Regions from separate parts of the Danio rerio genome. Here region 1 is linked to region 2. Evidence: chromatin contacts called from public HiCAR-type data. All regions are on one chromosome and are shown on one strand. Each heading gives the region's core, a stretch centred on a gene start, on an enhancer-like site or on the middle of the called end of the contact. The rest is flanking DNA. Distances are from core to core; before and after follow the strand shown.

Region 1 (2,700 bases), core at 7-2,506, 270 kb before region 2:
TAACTTCCGGTCGCATCCATATAAGATCTAGCAACAACCGTAATATACTGTACAATAATATATATAGCATCTGATCCAATATAATGAAATATGTATGTGAATGTCATTTGTCACACTTGTAATGTTATTTAGAAAATTTCCCTGGAAAGTGCTTAAAGTATTTCAAGACTTTTAAAAAGGTGTAAGCACCCTGTGTTTATTGTTTATAAATCCTTTGTGAGTGATGAAGTTTATAAGTCAAACTTGTTCGGTTGGCATAAATGTACATTTATCAAGAACAACAATGAAATTGTGTGATATTTCTTTCCCATGGCTTACAACAGCCAACTGAACACGCTGTCATTTAAAGGATAAAATGTAATGTAAATGTTTCCTACCAGTTTGCTTCATATCGTCACCAGGATCCAGAGGTATGATTTTGGATTTGCTTCATTGCCTCAATGTTTTTCTATCCCAAAGTGCTGACAGCCACTGACTTGCATTTGATGAATCACCAGATATTTATATATAATGACAATTTGATAGATTTATTTTGGTAGATTTAAATTTTCTACAATCACATATCAGTATACAATCATCTTGGATGACTTCTATTTTCATTTAGTAAACTACTCAATGGTTTGTGTGAGAGTGCGTGCTGAAAAGTAAGGTGAGGTCCAAGGAAATTCTTTATATGAACATTGTTTAGGCGCGTTTTATGCAAAGGATTTTCCGTGGGCACGGTCTCCCTCATTCAGAATCAATCCGAAGTCGTCAACCTTACACAAAGATAAGAACAAACGTGTATGTGCATGTGGTGTCAATGCTGAGGAAAATTTAGCGTGAGAACTCTTTCTACACACATAAATATGCAAATTATGTGAAATTATTAGCGAGTAAGCCTCAGTGTTCCTGCATAGTTTACAACCCCCTCATTTTCATGTGACTCAGTCGGCATATTCTGCAACTGTATAAGAACTATGTCTGATTGTGTTGTTCACAATGGCCACCGCCACAAACTGCCCCACCCTAAACTCTGGGCAGACCACAGACATTTGTTTTCAATGGCCTTTCCTGCTTCTCTTTGGCTGCTGGTAACATGCCGTTCTCTTCCTCTGTCATCTTCTGTCCCTCAACCCATTACTCTCCTTCCCTCCACCGCCCTTGACTTGTTCACTGCTCTGAAAGCCCCAAGTTCTCTTTCCACTGGCCCGTGGTCAGACCCGAGAGTGCTGGCCACAGTAACCGCTCTCAAAGCAAAAGCACCATTTCCTCTTTATGAAACCACACCAACCCCTCTACTAGTCTTGTGACACAGCAGTTAACATAACACATGCCGTCCAAGCCAGAGATGTTTTGCGGACAGAACCTCATACCCTGTTGGCCATTAATGTCCCTGAAAATCAATGTTGTTGTATTAATTTTCAGAACAGCGTTTGGTCTGGTTGTACTGATTGCTTTGGGTCAGTCAGCCTGACTGTGTTATGTGGTTTGCAAGAAGCAGCAGTAGGTCTGTGTGTGCATGCGGAAATGGAGGATGTGTTTAAAGATGCCCCCACGGCGCACTGCGGCTGGTTGGATAACAGATTTAATGTAATGGTTTGTGTAGGAGGCCTCTGGGCAAGCAGCCCAGGCAGGGGAGACAATTAGACTGGCCCCCCATTTCAGATGTGTTTTTTCCTGAGGGCAAGTGCAGTGTGTGAGTGTTTGTGTGCATAAATAGTTCATATACATTAGCATATTAGATGTATATCAAAGTATAAGAGGTGGAATAATGACCAAGTGAGTGGAATGTGTTGTCACTGATAGCCAGACCTCGAGTGTTCATGGGGGAGATTCATTTAACATCCATCTCTTCCCCTCTAGCCACAATCCCCTCTTCGCAATATCCTGTAAAAGGGGGAATAGAGCGAAAGAGAAAAGAAAAACAGGAAGGATCAAGTCCCTCATTTCCCATTTCTTGCAACATATTGCTTTTACATTCCCCTCTTCTGTTCCCATGGCTTTGAGAAGAGATGGAACAAAGGGCTGTAGCTTAAAACCATACAGATAGACAAACATGTAGCCGTAAGACGAGCAAGGGCACAGGAAGGCCTGTTTTAATGTTTTAAATGCGATACAGACATGTAATAAAGTCAGTACTGGTGGCAGTGCGTTTGATGTCAGAGTTTAAATATGAGTTGAGCTAAATACAATGAATAAATGTAGATGTTATGTCGCATATTGAGGTTTTAGATTTATATATATAAAGAGATTTTAGAGGGTTGTAGTCTCATGTTTATAGATGTGTAAGATCTGGATAATTTAAGCAAGGCAGACATCTTTTGGGGTTGTCTGTCATCGTCGCTGAACATATTTGTTTCCGTTCTGTCTGTTTCTGTCAGAGTTGTTTTTCCTGCATTGATCATGCAGATGGAAGATTCTTTGCTTTTTCATTGTATTTTAATGGAAAGGCACAATGAAAAACACCTGTATCTGGTTCTACTCATGTGAAGAACAAACGTCACGTTTTGTTTTTTTGATATACTGGCATGATGAAATTTGTGTACTATCCTGTTTGCTGAAAGAGATTTTGAGTGAATACATTAAAGTTAAACCCATTTCTAATGATAATCAGCTTTTTTTTTTTATTCATTCAATCACCAAAATATTTGGTTGAAATGCAAAGACTATTCAGTTTCGGCCACAATAATGTTTGACTGAAACCATGCTTAGTTCACA
Region 2 (2,700 bases), core at 94-2,593:
CTTTTCTTGTTTTTTTTTTAATGGATCAGCCATGTGTGACAAATAGTTTAAATGAATGATTCAATGAATCACAGGGACTTGTCAAGTTTTAACTGGAACTTTGCTGTCAAATTTTCCTGTAAACACCTGATATTAGTTATTTAATTGTTTGTTTAGTATTTGGTGTTGGATGTTATTGTGTCATTGGCTTAAGATTGTTGAAGTCCTTTCAGGGTCAACTAAATGCTAAACACAATTTGTCTGTTTTGGTGTGTTTATTTATGTGTTGTCAGTTCAAAGCAAGGTAAAAACTCTCCGCCATTACTCTTTGCTTGCTAAGCACAAACATCCTTCACATTATTATTGAAATCTCTGGCTTTGGTTGTTTTTTTCTAAAAGGCTGAGCAAATTCACAACAGCTGTGGCTGTGGCTTATAAACATTGTCATTGAAGGGTCCGTTAACCAAAGGGTTAAACACACTGTCTGTCGTCACTCTTGTTGTTTACAGCAAAAAGAGGATTTCTTACCTAGATTTGTAGGTTAATATAAAGACAAACAATGACATGCCCTTAGATGTGCACTGACTTTCCCTAATGTTTTTGTGTGCATATGAAACATTCACAGCACCACGCCAAAGATTTTTAAAAAAGTCTGAAATCTCTATTGAAGTTTGCCTGAACATGAGTCGCGACGTGTTGACACAACAAAGATAATGGCAGGAATGTAAAGCTAACAACATTCTATGCACACAAATGGTGTTGTAGAGAAAATGGAATGTCTTTCTTTGTTCTTTGTCAAATAAGACGAAGCGAGCAGAATATTTGAGCTCCTTCCATTTTTTTTAACCCATCTTTGTTGTTGCCAGGTTTGCAAGGAGCGTATACTTAACACACAGTAACACACATAGCAACTCCCCTCTGTCTGTGTGCTCAGCTAATATTTACTCTGCTTCCAAACACTGCCACTATTGAGTTTGGCTATTTAAAACACTATTTGATGAGCATTAGCGCTACAGTGGAATAACAGCCCTGTCTGGGGGCTGAACGGAGCAGGAAGTGATGTCACAGTGGGCAGGTGGTGCTTTTACGTCTCTGAAGTAACCCATTTTGGTGAAATCTTGCGTTTTCTGTTATCAGACATCTGTTATCAGGGCACAGATATCATAGTGGAAATGACCTAGAAAGTCTCAGGTTATCACTGTACTTTGCAAATGCCTCAAAGAGGGATGGGGAATAACCTTGCGAGTGTTTGCATATGATTTTCCACAGACTTGATAACAGTTTATGGCTTTTAATGCTTAACAAGAGGAACTGTACAGCTCTGTATCGTTCTTTATTGAAACTGCCATAAATTTACGCAAACACTATAATCAGTCTCTTATCGGCTACTGCGGAGCAATGGCAAGGATACCGTAGATGTTTCTTAGTGTTAACAAAGCTATAACCGCTTTATCTGGTCAGGATAAACACTATGATTGAGACCAGTTGATGTGTGTGTGTATGTGTGTGTGAGTGAGACTCATCTCTGACAGCCAGTACTGCCATCTCCTGGAGGCACTGAATTCAGTGGCCTTTATCTTAGCTGATTGTAAAACCAATCTGTTTATCATTTCCCTTCATATCAGCGTATTATTTTAAATGTTGTTTGCTGATGCTTCATGCTTTTCTTATCTGAATAAACCAATTGGGAGATGCAAGCAGCCAGTCATCCAGTTCAAAGTCTTCTCACTGGCATCTTTACAAGTTCATTGTTAAGACAAAACAACATGTTGACGCTACCCTAGACTTTCTGTGGACTTAAACTTGGACTTAAACTTGATTCTGCAGCTACGTGTCAGCTACTTGATATTAGTAGGCTGTCTGCTTAATATATGCCATCAATTTGTTTTGAATAATAAGCTGGTCCCCAATTTACATTCTACTTGGTAACTTTACAAGTACACATTACTTATTCTTACCAAAGGTACTAATACTCTGATGAGAGTTATTTGACATGTAGATTTAAAGTTTCTTACATACTCAAAAGATGTCAAGTGTGAAACACAACACACATACACAGCAAGGTTATTTTAGTAAATGAAGACTGAGGGCCCTATCATACACTCGGGGCAATAAGGTGCTAGATGTGTATGGTGCGATTTGTTGCTACTTTCAGACCAGCGCAACCCCAATTTTCACGTTTTGCATCACGTTGTTTAAATAGCAAATCCATTTGTGCCACTTTGTGGACTTATGGGTGTGCGAGTCTAAAAAGGAGGTGTGTTAAGACACATTGCTGGCGCTTTGCTATTTTGAAGAACTGAAATAGACTGTGCTGTAACTAAAGTCCAACACAAAGCATGTTATGCAGGTTCAAATACTTAACATACACAATATGTACAGCAATACACAAATATATTTACATATATATATATAAAAAAAAGGAATAAAATGTTACAAAAATAATTATTTGCTACATCGATATAAAAACAACTACCTCCATGCCTTTATGTCATGGGGCTGTTTTCAGTTTATTCATGACAATTTGTATTTTTATTGTAATTTTGTTGTTGTTGTTGTTGTTGTTGTTGTTGTTGTTATTAGCAGTATTATTTATTCTATGCATATTAATATTTGTTTAGATTTGTCCACCTGTCGGGTTTTGGATATGTATATGCATTACCATATGGTGTATAAAAACAGGACGTGTGTTTGGATATAACTCGATGTTTTGACCACACG

What was found. HiCAR-type assays count read pairs that join an accessible place to other places.
Region 1: a contact with region 2 is called in a HiCAR-type map of caudal fin, with 5 times the contacts expected there. The contact joins two enhancer-like sites. A contact is called at or near these places in 1 of 18 Hi-C or Micro-C datasets (caudal fin) and 1 of 4 datasets of contacts at active chromatin or transcription factors (caudal fin).

The regions. Positions count from the first base shown.
Region 1 is chr7:33,831,852-33,834,551 of GRCz12tu, reverse strand. No RefSeq gene overlaps it. Among named protein-coding and RNA genes, the nearest start is that of tle3b, 93 kb to the right of the region's middle. Within about 2 kb of position 1,256, at least 14 of the 62 cell types and tissues checked have an H3K27ac peak or open chromatin away from gene starts, as enhancers often do. A contact at or near this core is called in caudal fin, where this site is marked.
Region 2 is chr7:33,566,079-33,568,778 of GRCz12tu, reverse strand. The region is part of intron 2 of LOC141375393 (a long non-coding RNA gene); the gene reads left to right. Among named protein-coding and RNA genes, the nearest start is that of paqr5b, 53 kb to the right of the region's middle. Within about 2 kb of position 1,343, at least 8 of the 62 cell types and tissues checked have an H3K27ac peak or open chromatin away from gene starts, as enhancers often do. A contact at or near this core is called in caudal fin, where this site is marked.